Linked DNA regions of Ovis aries: region 2 is linked to region 1. A link is a contact called in public Hi-C data. All regions are on one chromosome and are shown on one strand. The core of a region is the stretch at or near the end of the contact, and the rest is flanking DNA. Distances in the headings are between cores, read along the strand shown. Region 1 overlaps VAV2 (vav guanine nucleotide exchange factor 2). Region 2 overlaps VAV2 (vav guanine nucleotide exchange factor 2).

Evidence for each region. Hi-C and Micro-C count contacts between places; a contact is called where the count stands out from the background.
Region 2: a Hi-C map of liver shows a contact between it and region 1, with 1.9 times the contacts expected there. The contact joins two enhancer-like sites. A contact is called at or near these places in 4 of 16 Hi-C or Micro-C datasets (hypothalamus, liver, mixed tissues and 1 more).

The regions. Positions count from the first base shown.
Region 1 is chr3:2,190,546-2,198,477 of ARS-UI_Ramb_v3.0, reverse strand. All of the region lies in intron 1 of VAV2 (vav guanine nucleotide exchange factor 2), which reads right to left. Among named protein-coding and RNA genes, the nearest start is that of VAV2, 7.5 kb to the right of the region's middle. Within about 2 kb of position 4,802, at least 5 of the 54 cell types and tissues checked have an H3K27ac peak or open chromatin away from gene starts, as enhancers often do. A contact at or near this core is called in liver, where this site is marked.
Region 2 is chr3:2,262,393-2,270,324 of ARS-UI_Ramb_v3.0, reverse strand. All of the region lies in intron 2 of VAV2 (vav guanine nucleotide exchange factor 2), which reads right to left. Among named protein-coding and RNA genes, the nearest start is that of VAV2, 79 kb to the right of the region's middle. Within about 2 kb of position 4,989, at least 1 of the 54 cell types and tissues checked has an H3K27ac peak or open chromatin away from gene starts, as enhancers often do. A contact at or near this core is called in liver, where this site is marked.

The DNA of each region.
Region 1 (7,932 bases), core at 3,553-6,052:
CCCCCAGCCCCCTCCCGGCCCCCCGGCTCACCTCCCGTCTCATCTCAGGGCGGCTCCCCGGGCCCAGCCTGAGACCCCCCACACGGGGGTGGAGTGGGGCTTAGGCTGGATGTTGGGCAGATCTTGCCACTCAGAGGAGCTCATCCAGCTTTCGGAACCCCTGCGGTCAGCATCCGCGTCCCGAGGCTACAGACAAGGCAGGTGATTTACCCAACATCACAGGACGGACCAGTGACAGACACAGGCTCTCCCTTCCCTGTCCTGTGTGGACCGGGGCAGGCCCCGTGGGCCTGGCTGACCCCACAGGCGCCGTGGGCTGGCACCGCTAAGGGCCCACGGAGGAGTCTTAGGTCAGAGGCAACACTTAAGTGTTCCGGATCTCTAAAAACACTGTTTGGGGCGCTCCCTGACAGTCCGGTGGTTACGACTTCAGCTTCTAACGCAGGGGCGTGGGCTCCGTCCCCGGTCAGGGAGCGAAGACCCCACGTGCCTTGGGGCCAAAGAAACGGAACAGAAACAGCACTGGACCAAATTCAGTGACGACCTTAGAGCTGGTGCACGTCAGGGGACTCTTTCAAAGTGAGTGAGTGTACGCTGTCCGTGCATTTGCCTTGACGCACGTGACTTAACATTCCTTTCGGAGGAAGGACCAGCTCGGGGACAGGTGTCCAGGCCACACACCTCCTTGAGCTCCTCTCGAAATCCTCCGCCCAGCCCCACGAGGGTGGTGCTCCTGTTCATTGCAGTAAGGTGTACAGAACACGGGCCTCCCTGGCGGCTCAGGGGTAAAGAACCCCCCTGCCAATGCAGGAGACAGGGCTTTGCTCCCTGGGCCGGAGGATCCCCTGGGAAGAGGAAATGGCAACTCATTCCAGCGTTCTTGCCTGGAGAAAGCCCTGGACAGAGGAGCCTGGAGGGCTACAGTCCACGGGGCCGCGAGAGTCAGCCACGACTTGGCGACCAAGCAACAGTGACGCATGTGAGGGGACTCCCTGGTGGGCTCGTGGTGAGAACTCACTGCTTTCACTGAAAGGGCCTCGGCTCAATCCCCGGCCGGGGAACTAAAGCCCCACAAGCCTCACAGCCCAGCCAAAAAAAAAAAAAAACACACACACACAACAAAATCTAGAACTTTCCCATGTTGTGCAACGACTCCAGCAATTAATTCCAGAACCTTCCGTCACCCCGAACAGAGCCGTACCCATTGGCAGTCACCCCCCTCCCCCGCTTTCCCTCCCACACCCCTCCCCGGCGACCAGCAACCTGCCCTCTGTGTCCGCGGATTTGCACGTCCTGGCATTTCTCAGAAACGGAATCACGCGGCGCTTGTCCTCCTGTGTCTGGCTCCTGTCACTCAGCGTAACGTTTCTGAGGCCCACCCACGCCGGAGGGTCTCCGGGCTTTGTTCCCTATAGCTGAGGGCACCCCAATGACTGGTTAGACCACACGCTATTTACCCATCGCCTGCCGTGGAAGATGCTGTTTGTCCTCATCCTACAGAGGAGGAAACCGAGGCTCCATGAAGGTCAAGCTCAAGGGCCCACAGAGATCCGTGGCAAAGCCCAGGCTCCAGCCCCAGGCCCTCGCCACACCGACTGTGCCCCGCCATCACGAGAGAGGGGCGTCTGGTCCCTTTACGGCGAGCAATCCAGAGGGGCGGGGAGGGCACGCGGCAGATGGGATGGGAACCAGGGGGGCCCCGCCCCATCCCCAGCCTGGGCCACACCCTGCGGCCCTGCCTCCACCTGCTTCCTTTGAGCCCTGTGGTGACAAAGGAATTGAACCACTTCTGGCAGAGAGAGGCCTCCCGCATCCGGTGGGCGCGCAGAATCCACCCGAGCGAGGGGTCTGCCAGGCGGAGACGGCAGCGGCTGGGCTCTGAGAGGCACCCCTCGCGCCCAAGACTCCTCGATGCTTGCCTCCAGTCCCAGCAGCCAGACAAGCCGGGGGAAGGGAGCTCAGATGCCCCGCCTCTGGCGTGGAGGGTGAAGGGAGGGTCTCGGAGCTTAGGGCCAGGGAGGGAGCGTCTCAGGATGTGGCTTCAGGACCTTAAGGTGTCTAGAACCTTCCACCTCCCCAGGGGGCCTTGGAGGCATGAACAGACTAAACCTCTCCAGCTGCCCTGAGCGCCGGGCACCGGGAACCAGACACCCGGTGTGGCTGGAAGATGGGGAGGTCCATGCTGCACGCACGACCCTCCACCTTCACTGGGCCAAACCCGGCAGGAACACTGCCAACCACAGCCGGCCCCACGGGGAGGAGACCAAAACCCAGGCCTTGGAACCCCTGCGTGAGGAGGGCCAGCCGGGTGAGCCCAGCCCAGGACTGCGTGGCCGGGCAGGCGACTCGGCGACTCGGAGCCACAGCCGCCCAGAGGGCTGCACTGGCCCCTCACCCGGGGGCCGGGGGTCGGGGGTCACCCACGAGCTCCGCACCGTGCCTGCACCCTACCCCTGATGGCGTCCTACGCGTGTGAGACAAATACGTCCATCAGGCAGATGTGGATGAAGCCTGGAGAAGTATGGACAGTGTGTTTCAGAGGGAGACGGGCAAAGGCAGGGCTGGGAGGGACGGGGAGGCGCACGGAGCAGAGAAACACCTGGAATCAAAACCCGCCCACCTGCGAGGGGACTGCAGTCAGGCGACGCGCCCTCTCGCACGCTGTCCTGCCGCCCCCTACGTTCCAGCACACATGCCTCTGGCTGCAGCCTCGAAGCCCCAGCAGAGCGGATGAACTGGTCTGAAGGCAGTGTGGAGACATCTCAAAAGCTCTCTGACAGCAGACGACAGCAGACAAGTGCCCGACCCGGCAGAGATGACAAGGCCTCGGGGGTTAGGTCGGGTGGGGGCCCATCCCTGGAAAGGCCTGGAAGCCACCGAGCCCACGGCAGGATGGGAGGCCAGGCAGCTGGTGGCCGTGCTCCCACCCGCCTGGACCCGCTCTCACCGGATACCACATCCGCAAGCTGCCTTTGTCACCAAACGCACAAAACCAAACAAACCAATTCACAAGCGTTTACAGCCTAAAGTTTAAACCGGTTCATGGGGACGAGGAAAGTGTGTTAAAGATAAATATTTTAATCCTTATATAAACTCCGCAGTGATGACAGGTCCCACAAAACAGAGCGTGCACTCCCAGCAACACGCAAGCTTCCGAAGGTGGGGAGCTTCACGTGGGGGCCGCCCCACGGGCTCCTGTCCCGGCCAGCGGGCACCCCGAGCGCCGCCCCACCTCCATCTGGGGCCGCGTGGTTATTATTCTTGTTTATGTCTGGGATTCAGAAACTGAAACGGCCTGGGCGGCCACGGGATGCTGACCTCCGGAGAGTCCCCGGAAAGTGTGGCGCCTCAGAGGGCTGAGAACACGGACAGAGCGGGGAGAGGGGGGTCATCCAGGCTGAACTGGAAGCTTCCCTGGCTGGGGGGGGGCGGTGGGAGGGTCCATCCCACCCAGGCCAAGAGCCAGCTCCCAACCCGGCACGCATGAGGTCCGTGCCCCCGCCCCAACTGTCCTGAGTCAAGCTCAGGGGCTTCACCAGGGAGGAGCAGAGCCCCAGGCCACAAAGGGCCAGCCGCCCAGCGTGAGGGTGTGGAGCGGCAGGGCAGGGGCACCACCCACTGAGCGTCAAGGTGGAGCTGGGCAGCCGGCCGGCTCTGGGTTCAGGCATTGCGCGTCCCCTGCCTCCTCACCCACTGGGACCATGCCAAGGCTGTTTAGCTGGCAGAGACAGAGGAGCAAAGTGAAGGGCACTCTAGAGGCCAAAAGACCTGGGCGGCTTGGCCCGAGGCCTCTGCCATCATGCAGCTGGGTGTCCCAGGGCCGCCTGTCACCCCTCCATTCACGGGGCACAGCCGCCCAGCCCTGCGCCTCACAGGGTCTCCTGAGGCCCAGGGGAAGTGCCATGGCCGGCCTGCCAGGGAGCAAAGTTTCTCAGGACAGAGCATGGCCAGGCAGCAGCCATCTGCCGGGGGCAGTGAGGGGTGCGGAGTGGGAACCCTCTATCCCTGCCTCTGCCCCCACTGAGCCCCACCCCTACAGTAACCACCAACCTTGAGTTACCTGAAGGCATCTGGTTTCCCAGGGCAGTTTAGGCGCCACCTCCTCCATGAAGCCCTCCATGGCCTCCCTGTCCCCAGGAACCTGAACATCCATATCGGCTGAGGACCAGCACAGCCGCAAAGGACAGGACAGCAAGTACTGCGCCAGCCAGCCAAGAGCCGCTCAGAAGGAAGCGGCAGAGAGAACGGGTAAGATCCTTTCCGTTAGGCCCACCGGCCTGGGTCCTCCACTTGGGCCCAGGGTCCTCCATGCCCCCCACACACACCACCTGGGGCAGGAGGGGGGTGGAAAACCCGGGGCCTTGGCATCCCACAGGGGGCCATACCACCAAGAGGCCTTACAGCCGTTAGAGGCGAAGGGAGGCCAGGTGGATGGTGGAGGCCCTGCCCCGGGAGGCCGCCAGCGAGCCAGGGCCAGTGACCAGCCTGCGGGAACAAGCTGGCCACCTGGGCGTGGGGTGGAGGCACGGTGTTCCGAGGCTTACCAGGCCTGGCGAGAGGCAGGCCCACATTTTCTCTCCAAATCCTCCCGACGGCCTGAGAGGCGACCACAGTCAGCCCCGGTCCAAGCAGGGAGACCGAGGCCTGGCCAGCCAGTGGCACGTCATCACAGGGTTCTCGCCGCAGCCGAGCGGCCGAGCGGGGGCCCCCTCCACGGCCGCTGCAGGCAGCTCAGCGGGCTGAGGGTGCAGAAGCCTGGGCCACACTCGCTCCGGGGACGCGGTGAGGTCATCGCCACCGCGCTCAGCACGGTTTCCGGGCACCAGGTGAGCCCGGAGGAAGCTTTGTTCCCTGGAGCAGTTCCTGCCTGAGCAGCCCGTGCCAAGGGCTCTGGATACAAATGGAGACATAATTGCAAACTGTGATGGGAACGGGGAGGGGAGGATCCCCGGGGACCAGGACACGGGCAGGCTCTGGGAAGAGCTCTGAGCAGGCGAACCGCAGCCTGGCTCTCCCCAGCCTCCAGGCTAAGAAAGGTTTTCACGTTTTTAAATGGTTAGAAAAAAAAATAGTTAATTCCTGACACGTGAAAAGTATCCGAAATTCACATCTCTTTCTACCACGCACAGACCCCCCACTCCTTCACAAATCATCCAGACCGCCTTCGCCAAATGAGGGCAGAGTCCAGTGTTGGCAAGGGGACCATCTGGCCCACCGGGTCCGGAATATTTACTACTTGGCCCTCGACAGACAGCATCTGCCAACTCCTGATCTGGGAAGACAGGCGGCGGTGGCCGGCTGGGCGCCAGGGCAGGAGCAGGACCCAAGGGGCAGTCAGCCCTGCCCTCATCCTGGGAAACCTCGGCCGCAGGCACGGCCTGGACACAGGCACAGATGGCGGGGCCGGAGGACACCTGGCTGCCCGCGAGGGGCCAGCCGCGGCCGTGTGGAACCTCAGGGCCAGAAATGGCTCCAACGAGGCCCCAGAGTGGGGTCACCGTGTGGCTGCCTGCCCTGGTCAGGCCCTGGGCCCAGGCACAGCTGAGTCCTCATTCCAGCACCCACACGCCCCGCTTCCAGGCCCCAGGCCACACACGGACACCACGGGTCACCCCTCAGCACAGCCTCCCGCCCGGGACTCAGCAGTGCTCTCCCCGCCCGCCAGCGGTCACCCCAAAGCCGGGGGCTGTCATCTGCACCCACAGCATGAACAAACCACGTTCCCCCGCCGCCAGCCCGTGCCCACCCACGACCAGGGCAGGGGACACCCGCCAGCCTTCCCTGCCGACTCCAGACCCAAGCCTCAGCCCCTGGCCTCCCCTCCGACACACACACCCAGGCTGCAAGGGCCCTCCAGCCAGCACGTCAGCGCCCGGGGCGCCCCGCCCCCCGCCTCTGCGCTCCCCTCCCCCACACCAGCCCGGGGGCACCCACTGGGTGCCCACGGACCCCGCCACCTGGAAATGCCAGTGCTCAGGAAGCCTTTGGCATCACCCCCCTCAGGAGCCTTCCCAGGCGTTTGTCCTAATCGCCCTCCTCGCATGAAATTTTAATACCACAGATGCACTGGGTATCTGCTCTTTTCTCTCGGTCCATCTGCGCTTGATGCAGGAAAAGAATATGCCTTCCGCATCCCCACAGATCTGATCTCTGGCCCCTTGGGCGTGGGTCACGCACAGTGCAGTCTCAGAATTAATGCGACGCAGTTCTCTTTACTTTTTCATACGACCACCAGGAATTTTTTTAAGAGATGGATGTGGCTCACATTTTTCTACTTGGCGGCACCGCTACAGACAGAAAACAAACGGAAAGGTGAATGCGTGTAGCCCTGTGTGCACAAGACACGCACACACGTCTGTGTTTACTTGGAGCACACGCGCACACACTGCCCAGGTCTGAGCGCTAAGCGGAGGCAGGGACACCACAGCAGAGGTGTGTCTGCAGCCAGATCCCAGCTTCACACCTACCTCCACACCGCAGACCCGGGGGCCCTTACACCAACGGCTGGCTCCTGAGCTGGGGCAAAATAAAACACAAGGTGACCTCAGGTATCTTGTGCTAGGAAGGCGACAGGGCTCAAAAAACGGTGGGGACGTGTCAAAAAGACTCACAGAAGCAGCTTGAAGCCCCGGCCCCTGGTCCAGCCTGAGCCCATCTGAGCATCAGAAAGAAGAGTGATGGTGACTGCCGGGAATCCGCGGAAGGGAAGGGGAGACCACAGCCCGGAGCGGCAGAAAGAGAGGGAGGAAAGGAAACGGGAAGGGCAGAGACGGGGAGCGAGGACCTGCTCAATGCACCTCCCGGAGAACATTCGCGATCTACACGGGGAGATGGACACCGTGGCGTCGAAGGACTTCAAGCTGATGCCCCCGGCGAGGAACCCCGCACCCCCTGCAAGACAGGATCCAGGAGGCACCGCGTAGCCGCTCCACCCGCTCCAGGTCCAAAGCCTGAATCCGACACGAAGAACCAGCAGCTGAACCCAAAGGCAGGGACATTCCGCGACAAAAGGGAAGCTTCAAAAGCGGCAAGGTCGGGAAAATCAAGGTGAGGCGGAGCGGCCGGCCCGGCCCCCAGGTGGACCCTTGGCTGAAATGGGCGTCTGTGGAGACTCGCGTCCAGATTTGGGTGGATTCGGTGGTGGCAGCCTCGCCACTGTCTTCTGGGTCCGGGGGGCTGCGGAGGGGACCTTGTCTGTAGGAGACCTGAGGCGGTGCAGGGCGCCAACAACCTCTCACGGGTGTCAAGACAAGTTCAAAGTCAAAGCAAAATCTGACTTAGCAGAAAAGGCTTCCTTGCTTCCCCGCAAATGGGCCCTCGTCTCCCTGCTCCCCGCCAGCCCGGGGGCCGCACCCCGAAACCTTGGGAACCGGGTCTCCCTGCCTGCGCTCAGGGACTCTCCGGACACTCAAAGGGCACTTCTCCATCCTCGGGCGCCTCAACGGCCTGCTGCGCGTCCGGCTCGCCGGAAGCCTCTCAGAGCGGGCACCAGGCACCTGCTGGGCTGCACTTGTTTCTCAAAGGAAGGCTCAGAATGACCCAGGAGCAAACGGGGGTACGGCTGTCAGAGGCCCAGAGACCCCTTGGGAGGGCTCACATCACACGGCCCTGGGGAGGGAGGGCAATCTAACCAACTCCAGGGTTTGGAAGGGTGAGCAGCGAGCGTGTCCTGAGGGATGCTTGTCACTGAAGCAAACCATGGGGAGCGCAGGGTCAGAGGTTCACACCGGGACACGAGAGGCCAAGGGCCAGGCTCGCAGCGCTACAGGACAGGGGGGAGTGAAATCAGAGCCGGCTTCCTAGAGGAGGTGGCTGCTAGACTCAGCCCCCACAGGAAGACGCAGGCCGAAAGCAGGGGCGGTCTCCCAGCACGGGCCCAGCGCAGGCTTGGGGGCGGAGGAGGCAGAGGGGTTGGCACGAGGAAGGCTGGAG
Region 2 (7,932 bases), core at 3,740-6,239, 72 kb before region 1:
GAACTGAACTGGACAATGATTCGTGGAGGGTCCTGGCTCTGCATGAAGTCCAGCCTGGGGCTGGTGAGATGACTGCAGGGGCCACACAGCAGGAAGTTGGGGGAGGCAGCGGAGCCAGCTGGGGTCCGTGAACACTACCAGGAACCTGCTTAAAAACCCACTGTGCTGACCCCTCACTGCCCCACCACGGCAGGCCTGGGCTCCGTGGGAGCAGCCCCCAGGGAGAAACCAGGGCTGCCACCTAGGGTAGTGAGCCCACCTCAGGAGGCACGCAAGGAGCTGGTGCTGCCACAGCACAGGCGATCAGACCAGTAGGCTTCCCGGATCCAGGGCCACTCTGGAGGTCAAGGGCACCGCAAAAGCTCCACCTGGGGCCCACAGGCGAGAGCGGGACCATAGAGAAGGCTGAGCGCCGAAGAATGGAGGCTTTTGAACTGTGGTGTTGGAGAAGACTCTTGAGAGTCCCTTGGACTGCAAGGAGATCCAACTAGTCCATTCTAAAGGAAATCAGTCCCGAATATTCATTGGAAGGGCTGATACTGAAGCTGAAGCTCCAATACTTTGGCCACCTGATGCAAAAAAACAGACTCATTGGAAAAAGACCCTGTTGCTGGGAAAGGTTGAAGGTGGGAGGAGAAGGGGACGCCAGAGGATGAGATGGCTGGATGGCATCACTGACTCAATGGACATGAGTTTGAGTAAACTTCGGGAGTTGGTGATGGACAGAGAGGCCTGGCGTGCTGCAGTCCGTGGGGTCGCAGAGTGGGATGCAACTGAGCTGAACTGAACTGAGGCCCGCAGACAACTGGTAGCTTGGCTTACACGGGTCCCAGCAACTCTTGCGGCTGTGAAGAGGGCATCCAAAATGCACGGCGAGCAACCAGGACACTGGAACTGAGGCAGAATAAAACGAACAGCGACACGCGGGCCTGCGCACGCCTGCCAGGCCCCGGGGGAGGCCCCGGTGAGCGAGGGCAGTGAGCGTGCGTGCCACCTCTTCCTGCCGTGACTCACGCTCCAGCGCACCCGGCTGCCCCTCCACTGGGAGCACCCGCCCCTCCTGCCTGACCCCAGCCTCCTCCAGGCGCCCCTCGAAGGTCACTCATCCAAGATGACTTTCTTCCGTCCCTCAGGCCTCACTGCAGTCAGCCGACTGCCCTCTCGAGTCCCTCCATACGCTTCGGGCCGATGGGGCGGCCCTCCCGCCCATGGGGTGCGGCGGGAACTCCCAGGTGTTCCTGTCTCTTAACCCTGGCTGCCTGGTTACCTGGGAACTCACCAAACTGTCCCTGTATAACAGATGCCTTTTGTTGCAAGCGCAGGATACCTTGAGAAGTTATGTTTCAGAAAACCGCTACCTTTAAATCTAGAGAGTTCAAAGACATTTAATCAGATCTATTCATTCGAAGACACGCAGCTCAAGGCCTTCTGATGGGATGCAGGGTGAGAAGCCGAAACGTACAGGAAGGAGACGCCCGCAGACAGGCAGGGGTCGCCCAGGCACGCTGCCACCTGGCCCCAGGTCTGCACGCAGCTTCCCCCACTGCAGCCCAGCCAGGCAGGGCACGAAGGAGGCTACATAGGAGGGGAAGGTTCAGGGCTGCCCCTGGCTCATCCTTGTCCCTGTAACCCCAGAGACTTCACTCCAGCCACGGCGGGTCCAGCAGCTCTGGCCGCACAGGCGGGGTGGCAGGGGGCAGGGCTGACTCAGGTCCCTGCAGAGGCCTCTCTGCACACTGGGAAGACAGGAGCCACATACTCAAAACCTGTGAATCTTTTCCGAAGCAGTGGCTCCAGCTGCCCCAGAGTGAACCTCCTCCCAGAGCAGGGGCCAAGGGGGACACATGCGGCCCGAAGGCCACCTGCCTGGCCCTGATCCAGTCACCCTGGAGGCGGCCCCTGCTGCCCACCCTGCCTTCTCAGGCGACTTCAAGGTCTGTGTGTTCAGGCGTCCCTGTCACACGGATGAGTGGCCGTGGCCCAGTGCTCCAGGCTGTTCATAGCTCTTTAATCCCCAGACAAGAGCAGATCTGAAAACACCAACTCGCCCGCGGGCGGCAGAGCAGCCGCCTGAGCTTCTGCGAGCCCACTGTGCGCTCAGGAGGAGGCCCTTACGTGGTCAGGCAGCACAAGGGGTGGACAACCCCCGTCCGTCTGCCCACCGACTGTGCATGAGCCCAGGGCAGACCTCCTCCCGAGGCGCAGCCCCAGGTGACAGGTGATAGCCAATGTCCCCCGGCCCGGCCTGTGTGGGCAGCTCTGAGACAAAGGCCTTGCACCAGCCCACCACCCCAAGGTGGTCCACCAGGAGGCAAGCTCGCGCTCTGCGCTGCCCCCAAGCGGTTCCCACTTCTCTCCGGGCTGGAGGGAGCCAGGACTCTTCATCCAGTTCCCCCCAAGGCGCCAGTCGGTGACCACCCAGCTCAGGTGCTCAAAGCCCAGACCACAGCCCCCTGCTGCCCTGGGGACCCACCGCTGCAAGGACCACACTGGACAACAGGAGAAACCTCGGGCAGCAAATCTCAGACGAGCTCGCACGGAGGCTGCTCCCCTCTGGGGCTGGGGCGGGGAGGCCTGACGCGGCCCAGAGCAGAGCCAGTTGCCTGAGGAGGACTTAAGAGCCAGCAAAAGCCCCAGGGAGGCCGGGACAGAGGGCACACCTCCCCGCCGCCACACACACAAAACCAGCAGAGGGGAGCTCAGTGACTGTGCCAAACCCACGGGCTGCTTTCTGTTTTGCCCTGGGCGACTCTCCTGGGCTCCAATGTGTCTGTTTAGCTTCTGGGCCTGCCTGCCCCCCAGGACCAAGGAGTCTCCCCCATCCCGGGGGACACCGCAAAGGCCTCGCAGGGTGGCGGGGCAGCCTCTGGGCACAGCCAGCAACAGCCCAGGCAGGACCCTCACAGTCCAGCTTGAGACCCAGGGAGCCACCCCCAGGGCTCCAGGTCACATTCCCATCGAGAGCCACCCTGGTCTCCCTAACCTGGACCCCCGCGCTCCCAGCCAGACACACAGCCCCCGGGAGCGGCTCCCTCAGACAGGCCCGGGATCCACACCCACAGGTGGGCACCGCACACTCCTCCGCCCACAGCCCAGCCCAGAACCCGGCCCACTGGGCAAGCTCAGCGGGAACCGGCCTGGGGGCTCACCCCAAGGCCCCCACTTGTGACCAAATAGTCACTCCTCCCTGACAGCGAGGGGAGGAGGAAGGGACACGCGCGGCTCGCTGGCCTGGGGGCGTGCTTGGGCCAGCGCCGGGGGCCCAAGGCTCAGGCTAGAACCAGTGCCCGTCCACACCCCTGCCCGGGCTCAGGCAGCGAGCGAGGCTCCAGCCGAGCGCTGCGTGTCCAGGAGCTCTCGGCCTGGACGCCAGCAGAGGGACTCCTGCTGAGCACACGGGTCTCAGCCCCGCGTCCAGCCTCGCGGGGGATCCCTACGACGGGTCACGAACCATCACGACGCCAGCAGCAGCCGGGCCTGGAGCTCACTGCATATACAAGGCCTGAGTCCAGAGGCCGGAGGGGCCCCAGCATGGAGGGCATCGCGCTCTGCAGCTCCCTCTTGGACACCCAGCCCAAACTTACAGCGAAAAAACCGACGAACTTTCTCCAACGGGAGAACTCCCCCAGGCACACCTCCCTAGGACCCTGCACCCCAAGGCCAAGGGCCTTGTCTCCCCGAGGCCTCAGGTGGGCGGGCCTGGCCCAAGGTGGCGCCTGGGGGCCCCAGCAGCAGGAGGAGCAGGGAGCAGCCCCCCACCCTCCCACCCCAGGGGCTGTGTGCACTCCGAGACCTGAGCACAGGCAGCAGCATCTCCAGGGGCTTCCCACCCCTCAGTCTGACACTCCTTCCAGTCTGAGGGTCCCTGGACCCGGCACCTCACATGGGAGGGGAGTCTGACGCTGCTTGATGGGCCTCGGGGACCCTCAGGGGCCACCTTGAAATGGGAAAAAACCCCCCCCATCAGCCTTCAGGGTCCACCTCAAGGTCCTTCTGCCCTGGGGCTGCGACCAGGGTTTGCCCATCCCATGCCCCTTGGGGTGGCGTCACCTCCCTCACCATCACGGGGTGAAGGAGGCGTCCCCAGGGCCTGGAACCAAGGGGCAGGGTCACCGCGGGTCTGGGGGCTCCAGGCCGGGCTAAGGAACCTGAGCGTTGCAGGCACCTAGCAAGCCCCAGGAAGCTCCAGCCTGATCTGCAGCGGGCACTGGGGCAAGGCGGGCCCCCAAGGTGGCCTGGAGCCGGCCCGTCCAGGCCCCACCACCCCACCCTGCCTTGGCTTCCCCAGCCAGTAACTGAAGGCTCGTGGGTGTGAATAACTCGTGCTCATCTCCCTGGGTCAGCGTGGAAACGGGATGTGTGTGCCAGGCACAGGGAGGGCCCGTGGCCCGCAGGAGGAGCCGCTAAGGGCTCGTCATCGTCAGCAGTCACTGTCACGGGTTTCCAGGAGGCTGAGAGCGGCAATGAGGCCCTTAGGAACGATGCAGAGAGCACCCCAGCTCCCTTCAGGGAGGACTTGGCAGAACTTGCGTCTGCTCAGGGCTCGCCCTGAGGGCCGCTGGGCTGACCCTGCCGCCCACTGCAGCGCGGGGCCCACCGCCCACCTGCCTGCGGGCCGCCACTCACCAGGCTGGGCCCCTGGCATCCTTGAGGACTCGCTGACCCTCGGGGCCGCCCAGCACCTCAGCAGGCACAGTGATGACCCCCGAGACAGAGAGCACACCAGGCCAGGGAGGCTCGGGCCCCGGGGCACTTTGTACAAAGCCCTGGCGGGCCCAGGACCCCAGCCTGCAGCGGCCTCGCCTGTGACTCGCGCCACGGTTGCCCCCTCCCCTATGCACAGGGCTGCCCTTCCCAAGCCAGGCCCTCAGACCCCGGGAGGCACAGCGTCCCTGACCCACAACACGTGCACACGCCAGCTCCCACTCAGCCAACGCTGAGGAGCCAGGTCAGCTGGGCACACAGGGGCAGGTCAGCCACACACACGGGGGCAGGTCAGCCAAGTACATGAGGGCAGGTCAGCCGGGCACACAGAGGTGCAGGCCTTGTGCTCTGAGCCCCAGCAGACAGAGAACCGTCCGCACAGGCCCCTAGGGGCCCAGAATCACATATCATACCCCTCAACCACAGCCAGCAGGCGGCCTCCACGCCTCCCAGGCCGAGGTCCGCACGGGCAGCCCCAGGTCCCAGCACAGCTTGGCCAAAAACAGGAATCTGGGGACCAGCATAGGTCAGGCCACCCAGCTCACGCCCCAGCCTCCCGAGGAGGGAGCGGCGGTAACCCCACGCCACGTGCCTACAGCAGATTCAGAGAGGCTGCGTCACCTGCCTGCGGCAGCCCAGGGAGAGAGAGGCGTGAGTGCGGCTCACACCCGCTCGGCCTGAGCAGACAGGGGGTGGTCCCGGACGCCAGGCACCGGGAGCAAGCTCTCCTCCCTGTGGGTCGGGGTCTGCGAGGGCCACGGGGGGGCACACCGCTTCCCCTCCAGGAGACAAGGACGGAAGACAGGCCGTGGGGCAAGCAGAGCTGCTCCTCCCTGGGGCCCACAGGCGCAGATCTCACCCCTCAAGAGCTAATCCCCTGCGGCAGGACAGGTCTCCGCAAGCTGGCGCTTCCACCTTTTGTGCTCATTCAGCAAGCACAGAAGGCTGCTCTCGCACCCACACTCCCCGGAAATCTACCAGGATCCCCAGCCACCCGGCTCGGGCCGGGGGTCAAGTCAGATGAGCACAAGTTCTCCAAACCGCGGAGGGGGGCTCCGGGACGCACGCTGCCCGGCAGGCACCCTCTCGGCCCGCCCCCACCCGGAGTGTAGGACTTTCTTCCCAGGTCACACAGAGGGGCACTCTTGGCGGGACCCAGACAGGACTGAGGACCCAAAGGCTGGTCCCTCTCCCCCATGACAGCGGGTAACCTACCGGTGGGAGTGTCAACCCCAGAAAGGGTGCCAGGGCTCAGGCCCACTCAGAGGAGGGAGCCAGCATGCAAGGCAGCCGCCTGGCAAGACCGGGGGACAGCAGGACCCATCACGAGCCTCCTCTGGGCGGGGGCGGGCCGGGGGCCATCTGCTGGGCCCATTCAGGGGAAGAGACCCCTTCCCCTGCACAGAGCCCTTGGGGATTCCCTGCAGAAGCTAATTGCCTGGAAGCATAAATAACACCACCCAGGGAGGCGGCGGGGGCGGGGCCCGCGAGGCACACAGGCCCCTGGAATGGGGAACAAAGCCAGCCCCAGCTGCTCCAAGCCCACCCGCCCACCCGCCCACGGTTCCCAGGGAGGGAAGTAGCCAGGCTTTCAGAGCTGTGGCCAGCTGGGCCCGTGGAACTCCCGGGGTCCTATCAACCCACCTCTCTAAAAACAACAGTTGCCAGACAGCAGCCCCCCGCCCCTGAGGACTCCCCCACCAAGCCCCACATTCATCCCAGGAGGGGCTAGGAGAGCCCGCTCGGCCTTCCTGATGAGCACCCTCCTGGCCCCCAGCGCCCACAGATGGCAGGAGGGGGACACGGGGCCTGGAGCACCGGCCACAGTGACTAGAGGGTCCCCACCGCGGCCGCCCACCAGCCCAGCTCCACTTCCGGAGGACGTCGAGCCCTTTCAAGATGAGAGATGGAGGCCCGGAGGGGAGGTGACTTCTCGAGGTCACGCTGGGTGCGGGGGCCACAGAGCATCCCTGCCACCACCCGGGGACCCCCAGTTCCCCACCCAGGACAACCCCAGAAGCAGATGGGACAGAAGTCCAGGGTGCTGGGTCAGCTTCCTGCCACCTGCCCCCGAGGAGAGAGAGAGACCTTCCAGAGCAAACAACAACCAATGTCCTTGAAAGAAAGCAGCCCCTCCACTGCACGGGGTGCTGAAGGGGGCTCCCCCCTGCCCCAACCCCCAGCCCCGCCCAGCTTGGACAGGAAGGTACTGGGAGTCCCAGCCTGCAGGGAGTGAGGTCAGACCTGGACTCGGGTCCCAGCTGCTCCACGCTCTGCGTATCATCTGGGATGAAATGAGCCCATCGGGGTCCCCGGGGAGACACCTCGACATCTGATGGGGCTCCCTGTCCCCATGCCCCCAGAGACGCCTGGGCCCCCTGGCCTGCCTTCTGCGGGCACAGGTGAGCCGGTCTGGCCCCCGTCCCCTCGGGCAGCCCTCCTCAGCAAAAGCTGTGAACCACGCATCACCCTGAAGCTGGCCCTGCCCCCTGGGGCAACAGCCCAGAGCTCAGGCTGCGTCGAGCGCCGTAACTACTGCGCCGGCCTGCTCTGCCTCGGCGGGAGGCGGGGAGGCTGCACAAGGTAGATGTACTCAAGGGCACGGAGCTCACACTTCAGCGAGGCTGCAAGGTACACGCTGGCTGTGGTCTACACAGCTAAGCCACTGAGCGTACACACCGCCCCCGCAGCCCCTGAGTGAGCGTACACACCGCCCCCGCAGCCCCTGAGTGAGTGTACACACCGCCCCTGCAGCCCCTGAGTGAGTGTACACACCACCCCTCAGCCAGCAAGTGAGGGCACACACCACCCCTGCAGCCACTGAGTGAGCATACACACCACCCACACAGCCGCTGAGTGAGGGCACACACTGCCCCCGAGCCCCTGAGTGAGTGTACACACCGCCCACACAGTCACTGAGTGAGCGTACACACCGCCCGCAGCCCGAGTGAGCATACACACCGCCCCCGCAGTTGCTGAGTGAGGGCACACTCCGCCCCAGAGCCCCTGAGTGAGTGTACACACCGCCCCTGAGCCTCTGAGTCAGTGTACACACCACCCCTGCAGCCCCTGAGTGTACACACCGCCCCCAGTCACAGAGTGAGTGTACACACTGCCCCGCAGCCCCTGAGTGAGTGTACACACCGCCGCTTCAGCCTGAGTGTACACACCGCCCCCAGTCACTGAGTGAGTGTACACTCCGCCCCTGCAGCCCCTGAGTGAGTGTAC